Regions from separate parts of the Sus scrofa genome. Here all the other regions are linked to region 2. A link is a contact called in public HiChIP or PLAC-seq and promoter capture Hi-C data. All regions are on one chromosome and are shown on one strand. Each heading gives the region's core, a stretch centred on a gene start, on an enhancer-like site or on the middle of the called end of the contact. The rest is flanking DNA. Distances are from core to core; before and after follow the strand shown. Region 1 holds the start of ELF1 (ETS-related transcription factor Elf-1). Region 2 holds the start of SUGT1 (protein SGT1 homolog). Region 3 holds the start of LOC100154105 (kelch repeat and BTB domain-containing protein 6).

Region 1 (3,201 bases), core at 545-3,044, 130 kb before region 2:
AATAAGCATCCATTTATATTTGTTCTGTATCAAATACATTTAGCTATCTCTAGAGCAAGAAAAATACAAGACTAGCTAAGATAATGTTTCTTTTTACTCATTAAGGACTCTCTGCTTTTATTTTTCTTTGTATACGACAATATTACAAACAGCACCATTATAAATGTAGGTGTTGCATACACATGAATGCGATTACCCACTCATTGTCCAGTTCCTGAATGTGACTGAAGGGCCACAGAGAAATAATTTGGCTTAGTATATAATCAAATTTGGGCTGATGAAAAAGAAGGCTCACAGCTTCCCTACTAAGAATGAAAAGACAATAGAAATTGCTCATGTTTTGAAAAGTCAAGAGCAATGTATATGAAAGTGTTTTGTAAGCTCTGAGTTTAAGTCAGAAAGAAAGACTTTATTATTATTAGAATCTCTAATAATAGAGGAATAGAGGAATTATCATACAGGCCTATTGTCTGCTATCCAGCACTTGCAGTAATCACAGAATTTCTTTGGTTGTGACTTCCAGTAGTCTGCCCTGGAAAAGAGAAAAATAAGTTTAAGTTCATTTAGAATTTAAAAAGATTTTTACATGACTTACATCTTAAAGAGGCCGAAATATAAGGCACTGCTACTGAATCTTGTCTTGTTACACACAGCACCCTGCTTCATTATTTAGCTGATTGAAAGCAATCAACTATAATTCTATTGCCAGTGGAGTAGAAAAAGTCTGCATCGGCTTTAAAAGTCTCCTAAACGAAACAGCTTAAACAAAATTTCTCATTTTTTACTGTCATCCGCGTGAAGAAATAAAGATCATCTTGGAGAAGATTACTTATCCCTTCGACTCCTTTCTGGAATTTTTGGAGGTTACGGCAATGGAGGCATGAAGAAACTCGTAAAGTTTGCTTTAAATCACGTTATTTCCACCCAAAGAACAAAGCAGAAGACGCCTCCAATGCGTGACTGTGATCCCTCTAAGACCATCAGTTAATACAATTTGAGCCTCAGGGGAAGAAAAAGAGAGTTGGAAAAGCCAAAGGATCTCTCAGCCGGTAAAACCAAAAACTAAAAAAAGTTAGAAGCTCACCAGGGCTGCCCGCTTCTAGTGATGGGAGGAGGCAGCGGTGGCCGCGGTCCAGCCCTATACTTTCACAATACCCCGGGGTTCCAGCTCGAGAGAAACGAAAAGGATGCTCGCGGCTTCCGACCCGCTAGGTGGAGGGAGCGCTCCGTAGCATCCCGGCGGCCGTCCAACCTCCAGAGGCCGCCAGCCTCCCTCCAGGGGTCCGTACTCCAGGCCCCCAGGGCGCTCCGCGGGGTAGCATCCCTACGCCGCACGGAGAACCGGCCCCGCCAGTCGGCCGCCGGTCCCGAGCGAGTTAAGAGAGCGTCCGTCACGCCCCCGGCCGCGGGCGGGGGGAGAGGGGGTGGTGGCGGAGGAAGAGACCCGGCGGGGAAAGGGCCTCCCGGAGAAACAAGACCTCCTTGTTTAGAGCCTGAGACCTGACTCACATGACTGGACCAGCCGCTCCGCGGGTCGCCCCCGGGTCCGATTAAGGCTCGCGTGCCCCACACAGGGAGAGTCCGAGCCCGGATCACCGCGAGGCCCACCGGAGCCTCCGAGCCCCGGACGCCTCCCTCCTTCCTCCGGACCAGTGCTCCCCGGTTCCCAACTACGGGTGCCCAGACGACTCAATCCGCGTTTGAAATCTCCTCCCCTTCCCCTCCTCCTCCAGGGGCGGTACTCCCGGCTCCGGAGAGGTGGGGTCGCTATAAAGGGGTTGAGGTCACCGAGAAGGGGCGAAAGCGCGACGGGACCTGAGCTGAAGGCCGGGAAGCTCGAGCCTCACGTCCCCGCGTCATCTCTCCTTTTTTTCTCTCTCTCTCCCCCTGGGATCCAGAACCTCCACCCTTCTTCTAGGCTCGCTGGCCCGTGGCCCAGGAGCTCGCGCGCCGCCTCCGCCCCGAACGCAAACAGCTGTTCCCAGAGACGTCGCCGCCCTCAACTTTGCCAACTAGTCCGCACGCACTTTGACCAGCGGAGCAGCCCGGACCTGTAGGCTGGGGGCTGTTGGCGGAGTTCAAAAAAGAGAGGTGAAACAGTTGGTTTCAGGACCGCGACTCGTGGAGCTTGGCCTCAAAACTTTCCCGAGGCGGCGGAGCGACCCCGCCCCGCCCCCGGGACGCCCGCGCGCTCGGGACGGGCGCGTTCCCTGGCTCGCGAGCGCGTGGGCAGCAAGCAACAGCGGCGGCGGCGGCGGCTCGGATGGTGGCGGGAGGTAGAGACGGAACAGAGGCAGCGTTTGCGCTTGTCAGGTGAGTCACCGCCGTGCTCTCAGCAGCACTTCCCATATGGTCTAGCGGTTAGGATTCCTGGTTTTCACCCAGGCGGCCCGGGTTCGACTCCCGGTATGGGAACGTTGCAACCACTTTTAGAAATGGGCCCTGGGGGTAACTTTTATTTTATTTCCAATGGCTCTGGCTCTTTTTCTCCCTTCTTTTGGTGGGTGATACGGTGGAAAACTCGCTTTAGTGTACTTGTTAGAGACGCCGTGATCTGGGCTGCGGCTTTGGGAGCCACGAGTGCTGCGCCGGCCGGGCTGGCGGAGCGACCACGCTCAGGGTCCCGGTGCTCCCGCTGGAGCCTGGCGGGGCTGAGCCGCGAGGAAGGAGTTTCACTTTCCCCGGGCCGCCCTCCAGCTCCTCCAGTCCCCGGGCCGTCCCTTTCCAAACGCTCGGGAGGTGATGATTAACTCCGGCCTCGCCTTATCTGCCCCCAGCGCCCCACCTCGGGCCCACACCCTCCTCCTCGGCCGCCCCCTTCTGACGGTCCCAAGCGACGCGGGGAGTGTTTGTCCCCAGCCTTCGGCCTCCGGGAGCCCTCGCCTGGCTCGCAAGTCCTCCTTATCTTGGCCGGGTGTTTACTAGAAACACCCCCGCCCCAAGGCAGCCCCCGGGCAGGGCTGGGGGGAGCCGAGGGCGGGCGGGGGATCTCCGATGCCCGCGGGCACCAATTTCGCCACCGCGCCGCTGCCCGCGGCCGCCCCATCGGCCGCGTGTCCACCCGGGGCTCCCGCGGCGCCGGAGCCCCGCCCCGAGGCCGGCCTGCGAGGTCCTCCCAACTGGACGTCGGGTCGCTGGCCGTGGTTCACAAAACTACCCCAGACTCCAGAGCCACAGACTTGAGTGCCTTGGCTTCGGAAG
Region 2 (3,295 bases), core at 791-3,290:
GCAATTTTGAAGGAAAAGTTACAGGGCTCCAAGACTATAGGAGTTCCTGGTGTGGCTTAGTGGGTTAAGAACCTGACATAGTATTCAAAAGGATGCAGGTTTGATCCCTGACCTCGCTCAGTGGGTTAAGGATTCAGCGTTGCCTTAAGTTGCTGCACAGGTGCAGCTCAGATCTGGTGTTGGTGTTGCCATTTCCATGGCGTTAAGCTGCAGCTCTTTTTTGAACTCTAGCCTGGGAACTTTCATATGCTACAGGTGCGGCCAAAAAAGCAAAAAAAAAAAAAAAAAGGCTCATAAAGTTAATCAATTAATGGTGTGGTACCAGTTTAGACCAAGGGAATGAGAACCTGGAAACAGACCCACATATGTGTGATCAACTACTTTATAACAAAAGTGCCATAATTATTTAGTGGGGGGAATGGCAAATAAATCTTTTCAGTATGTAGGGCTGGGATATCCATTTAGGGGGAAAAGGAACCTTAATCCCAACCTCATACATTTTATAAAAATTAATAGACCTGGACATGAAAAGTATGATAGTAAAGCATCTAGAAGAAAACACAGGTGACTCTGTTCATGGCTTTTGAGTAGGCAAAGCCTTATACTAGATGCAAAAAGAACTGATCACAAAAGGAAAGCTCAAGAGTTCTGGTGGTGGCTCAGCGGTAAGGATCCTGACTAGTATTAATGAGGATGCGAGTTTGATCCCTGGCCTCACTCAGTGGGTTAAGGATCCAGCATCTCGTGAACTGTGGTGTAGGTCGCAGATGCAGCTCAGATCTGGCATTGCTGCGGCTGTGGCATAGGCCGGCAGCTGCAGCTCTGATAACCCCTAGCCTGGAAATTTCCATATACCCTAAAAAGAAGCAAAACAAAAGGAAAGATCAGCAAACCCAGTTTTTTCTTAGTTATTTCTGCAATTCTTACCATCCCCTCCATCCCTATTGTTACAGACCTATTTATAAGAGTCACTTTGGCTTGTAATACAGCAGTTGTCTTCCAACTGTTCTTTTTTCTTTCTTTCCTTTTTTTTTTTCTTTTTAGGACTGCACCCTTGGCATATGGAAGTTCCCAGGCCAGGGGTCAAATCAATCGGAGCTATAGCAGCCAGCCTACACCACAGCTCACCGCAAAGCTGTTTCCTTATCTGAGTGAGGCCAGGGGCTGAATCAGTATCTTCATGGATCCTAGTTGGATCCGTTTCTGCTGCACCACAACAGGAACTCCCCAATGACTGTTCTTTTCCTTTATTCTTTGATAGCACAGATAATAAACATTTAAAATGTAAATTTCACTAGTACAGCCTTCTTTTGAGTAAAAATCTTATAATGGGTTAGGATCCTTCAGAGAAGCTCATCCCAACTTCTCAACGGACCACAACTAGTCCTTTATGACCTGGCACATAACCTACCTCCCTGCCCTCTCTGCTTCTAGCCTGAATTTTGGCTCTATCAATTTTAGAGTTCACATTATCACTTGCTAGCATTCATCCTATTCCGTCTGAATTGCTTTTTTCATTTCCTTCACTGATTCGTCTTTCCAAACTGAAGCTCGAGTACAAAGTGTTTGAGGATTCCATCCCTAGACCTTATGGGCGGCTAAAAGCCCCTTGTTACCACATCACTGACTACTGTCTTTCTTTCCTTTTAGCACTTAGAACTAAATTGACTTAAGTTTCTGGGGGGCATTACCACCACTGAATCCCAGGACTTAGTTTAGATTTTGGATGTAGTAGACACTCAACTTCAGTTATTCCTTCATCTCTACTGAGGAACCAACCATTCACTCCCACTCCCTCTTGCTCCCGGACTCCGGTCCGTGGAACCTGCTGGAAGTTTCGTCTATCTAAACTGCATGGGTCAAAAGTGGGAGGGGGCCTGTCCGACTAGGTGTAAAGTAACACCAAGACAACTTGAGGGTCCATTTCTCCTTTCAATGCCTTCGGATGGAGTACGTTTTTCTTCTTAGTCTGGGAAGCCAACGAGGAAGACAACCTTAGGTCTGCGGAGTCCTGGGGCCCATGGAACAGTCCACCCGCCCCGGAACCAAAAGGCTTCCTCTGCTCTACCCTCCGCAGAGGCAGAACGACTTCCGGAAAGTCCGCGGCCTTCAGGGTTCCCAGCGCCAAGATGCCGGCACCCACCAATGCGCCGCGCCATCCGGAACTCGCTCCCGGAAAAGAACACGTAGCGCGGGATGACGTCACGGGTCACAAAGGGCTCGGTTGCTTCCAAGAGCCATGATGAGCGCTGTAGGGAAAAACGGAGCTCGATGTGCTTTGTGTTATTAACAGACATATAAACTCCCCCAAAGTCCACACGTTCCCGAAGGAGAACAGTATGGTACAAAACTCCTTTCAAGCTAGCGCTCCGGAGGCTCCACGGGACTGTGGGCGCGCAGCGGGACGGAGGGCTAGCGTGAACCACCGCGGCCTCCGTAACCGAGGCTGCAGGGGGCGGAGCCTGCGGGGCTGGTCTCCGGCCAGGGGGCGGGCCGGGAGAGTCGGTCCTCCACGGTCCCAGCCCACCCCGCGCCCGCGCTTCGCCTCCCCTCCCCCCCCCCCCCCCCGCGGCACGCTGCGTGGCTGCTCGTTGGCTCCTTAGGACGGAAGCTCGGTTGGTGTTTCTCCAGAAGTTTCCCCCTTGGGCGGCGGCGGACTGGTAACCTCGGTAGGAGCGGCTCCAGCAGCGGTAACAGTGACCAGTAGGGATGGCGGCGGCTGCAGCGGGACCTGCAACGGCCCAAAGGTGCGTGTTTTACCTTTTCTTTGCTATTTATTAGTACCCAGCATCCTCTGTTTTCCTTGGTTAGTGCGCCCTGCTGAAGTCGTTGTTTTCCTGGCAGGTTTTTCCGGAGCTTCTCAGATGCTCTGATCGAAGAGGACCCCCAGGCGGCGTTAGAGGTGAGCGAGCTGGTCCAGCTTCCTTCACTTTGCTGTGGGCAACGGGGGGGCCGCGTTGGGTTCTGGCCCACCCCGCCTCTTCGCAGCACTGTTTTCCCGGGGCCGGGGCTGCTGCTTGTCTTGTGTCTCAGTCTTGATATTGAAAACCCCCGCCTCTTTTCTCTGTCCATCAGCGGCCCAGTCACTCCAGATCCCAGTTCTTGCTACCTCCCTCTCCTAGACGGTTCCTGCATCCTCGGAGCGTCTCAGTAAAACCTGCCTTCTTTCTTGGGAATGTGGTTGACTTTCATAGTTGGCCTGAAAGGGCCTGGTTTTTTTTGTTTGTTTTTAATGGCATTAGGGACAAAAAGGAAATTTTAGGCTTGATATTTGTTAACTCGGCTTTTCGCTTGA
Region 3 (3,155 bases), core at 466-2,965, 200 kb before region 2:
GTGGGAGATTTAGACAAGCTACAAGAAAAGAGTGGCTTACAGTTAGGGTTGCTTTTATAGCTAGGGAACGTCTCGGTCAGCTGATGAGGAAACATGTATCTTGGTCTCTAACTAGTTTGGGCGCATTTCTAATCTCAGTTAATCATTCATGAGACAAAGGACTGGAAGTTAGAAACCCTGTGTCTGGCCTTGTGGCAGGTTCAGGCAAAAAGTGGAAAGGTCTGTGTTTAACCTTCTTGTGGGTAAATAAGAGAATCTTCTGTTAAGCCTTATGGTAGTCATGAGAAAAGAGTGGACAATGACACTTCTTTAAATCATATGGAAAAAAGGTGGTTTGCTGTGGTTACCTTATTTCCAATGGGAAAAGGATAGGAAGATTTCCAGGGAGGGGGGAAAAAAAAAGTGAAGGGATGTCAATTATCGCTGTTTTCCTGTGTCACAGGGATTAGGTAAAGGTTAACATTGTCACTTTCAAGGTTAAATTTTTCCCTTATGATCCGGTTGTTTGGATAGCACGTGTTGAAAAGACTTTCCCTTCCCCATACAATTTGTTGCTGCCCCTGTTTTGGTTTTGGGGTTTTTTAATTTTTTAATTTTTATTTTTTCCATTATAGCTGGTTTACAGTGTTCTGTCAATTTTCCACTGTACGGCAGGGTGACCCAGTCACCCATACCTGTATTCAGGTTTGATGTTGCTGCCAGTGTTATGACTGCAAAATTAGAACTGCAGTTTCTCAGTGGCATTAGTGACATTTCAGGTGTCTAAGAGCCCCCTGTGGCTCAAGGCTATCATACTGGATAACACAGATATAGAACATTTTCGTCATCCCAGAAAATGTTATCAAAAAACACGGCTGTGCCTAATAAATATTTTGCATTTTTGTGACAAGCAACCTCAAGCAAATAACACTGGTAAAGGTATGCATGAAAAAGTTAAAACTCAATGACTAAGCACAATTTATTTTGAGGATTTTTATACTGAGACAATGTTGATAAATACAAATACAAAAACACTTTCGTAAACATAGACTGGACCAAACTAAATCAAGTGATTGTTTCGGCATGTTATGATGCTGAGATTTCAGGATCCTGCACAGCACAAGCTCTCTTTAATATTTTTATTGAGAATCCTCTTTCATAAGGAGAACTCTAAATTCTTCAGTTGATTTGGGGATGGTGGTGAAAGGAGCTGTACTGGACTAGTTATAAACATTCATATTAAGAGAATTAATGAAAATACTTAAGCACTAGTTCTAGAACATGAAATACGGACTGGTGAGACCACCAAAGCCACTATAAATATTCTTGATTTGAGTATTTGAGGCAATCCGTACATCCTACTGAGACCACGATTTCATGGCCCTGCAGATATTGCTGAATATTTAAAATATGATCACATCCTTCAGAATTTTCCCAGAGAGGCAAGTCTGCAAAGTCTAAAATCTTAAAACGCTGAAAACACCAAGTGCTAGGGAAGATGTGGAATGATAGGAACATCATTAATTGCTAGTAGATTGCAAAATAGTACAGCTACCACTTTGGAAAACATTTTGGCAGTTCCTTACAGAGCTAACCACAGTATCTACTATACAATCCAGCAGTCACCCTCTTTGCTGTACACCAAAATGATTTCAAAACTTATGTCCCTGAAAACACCAACACATGAGAGTTTATAAGAGCTTTATTCACAATAGGCCAAAATTCAAAGCAAACAAAGTATTATTCAGTAAGTGAATGGGTAGGTAAACCGATATATCCATAAGATAGGATATTATTCAGGGATCCAAAGAAATGAACTATCAAGCCATGGAAGGACATGGAGGAATCTGAGTTGAATATTGCCAAGTGAAAGAAGCTATAGTAAAGGCTACACACTCTATGATTCCAACTATATAACGTTCTGGAAAATGTAAAACTAGACAGTAAGAAGATCAATGATACCCAGGGGCTGGGGGGCAAAGAGGAGGCGGCATGTATAGATCTGAACAGAGGATTTTTAGGACCGAGAAACTATCCCGTATATCACTACGACAGGTACATGCCATAGAACATTTTTCAAAACCCATAAACCTGTACAATACCAAGAGGAAACCCTAATATAAACTACATGCTTTAATTAGTTGATGTATCAGTGTAAAGTTCATCATTTGCAGCCACAGTGTATGCTAACGCAAAATGAGGTAAACAGGTGAAACTGTTGTGAGGGGCTGGAGTATAAGGGAGCTTCCTGTGGCTTTCTGCTGGATTTTTCCACTAAACCTAAAACTGATCTTGAGATCTATTTATTACAAAAACAAAAAAACAACAAAAAAGTATCTCTGCATAAACCCGCAGGGCTTTTTGCATTTTTCTACAGGCGCATGATCGAATGAGAGAGTGCTTCGTTTTTCATAAATGCTAGAAGCTAAAACGAATTGAACCTTTATATTTTGGGTATTGCGTAAGTACTTTCTTCTACTAATCAACAAATATTTATTCCGAGCAAGGATACCCAGCCTACGCAATTTATGCGTATACTGCCTACGCAACTTATGCGTACATCGCCTACGCAATTTAATCGTCACACAGCGCTAAGAAATACCATCGCTATTAATGTTTCAAAAAACAAGAGACAGCTCTGGGACAGACAATTAATAAATGCCAGAATGGGCATTTAATCTGAATTCTAAGCCCCAAATTCGAAACCTTAAAACCGTACCAAAGAGAATTAGCGATTTCTAACTCCATCATTTGAAACAATGAACGGCCGACAAATCTCGCGACATTACTGAAGCTACTACTACTCCCAACATGCAAAGCGGTTTCCGTGCCGCAGACTGTGCCGCAGCCTATGCCGCAGCACATGCCGCAGCGGCCACAGCGGCCGCAGCGCCCGCAGCGCCCCGGCATTCCTTGAGGCGCGAAAGGCAACCTGGGAGCTGTAGTTCTTCTGGACACCGACTGGTATTGCCAGCGCGGCCGCGGCGGATCTCTCGCTTGCAGCCAGTAGGTCCTGTGAGGGCGAGTTGAGGCGGAGAAAGGGCGTGGAACTGGAAACGGGTGAGTCCGACGCGGTGTACGCGATAAAGGGAGGCGGCACCGCGGTGTAGGGCTGACTTAGATAAATGGACCAGTGCTGCAGTCTCTCCGGAGACACTGCGATCTTAGCGTCAGCG

The links. Promoter capture Hi-C pulls out the DNA fragments that hold promoters and counts their contacts. HiChIP or PLAC-seq counts read pairs in DNA pulled down with a chosen protein or histone mark.
Region 1: an H3K27ac HiChIP or PLAC-seq map of alveolar macrophages shows a contact between it and region 2. The contact joins the promoter of ELF1 here to the promoter of SUGT1 in region 2. A contact is called at or near these places in 2 of 5 promoter capture datasets (fetal liver and liver), 23 of 47 Hi-C or Micro-C datasets (alveolar macrophages, blood, embryonic fibroblasts and 12 more) and 2 of 2 datasets of contacts at active chromatin or transcription factors (alveolar macrophages and skeletal muscle).
Region 3: a promoter capture Hi-C map of liver shows a contact between it and region 2, with 4 times the contacts expected there. The contact joins the promoter of LOC100154105 here to the promoter of SUGT1 in region 2. A contact is called at or near these places in 1 of 5 promoter capture datasets (liver) and 2 of 47 Hi-C or Micro-C datasets (heart right ventricle and skeletal muscle).

Annotation. Positions count from the first base shown.
Region 1 is chr11:25,770,296-25,773,496 of Sscrofa11.1, forward strand. ELF1 (ETS-related transcription factor Elf-1) reads left to right here and starts at 1,795. Exons shown (of 9, transcript XM_021065635.1): 1 at 1,795-2,313. WBP4 (WW domain-binding protein 4) reads right to left here and starts at 2,260. Exons shown (of 10, transcript XM_021065642.1): 1 at 2,028-2,260; 2 at 460-532. It overlaps TRNAE-UUC (a tRNA gene), which reads left to right and starts at 2,344; the gene lies at 2,344-2,415.
Region 2 is chr11:25,903,402-25,906,696 of Sscrofa11.1, forward strand. SUGT1 (protein SGT1 homolog) reads left to right here and starts at 2,041. Exons shown (of 13, transcript XM_005668449.3): 1 at 2,041-2,747; 2 at 2,845-2,902. The coding sequence starts at 2,710.
Region 3 is chr11:25,703,218-25,706,372 of Sscrofa11.1, forward strand. LOC100154105 (kelch repeat and BTB domain-containing protein 6) reads left to right here and starts at 1,716. Exons shown (of 1, transcript XM_001924950.6): 1 at 1,716-3,155.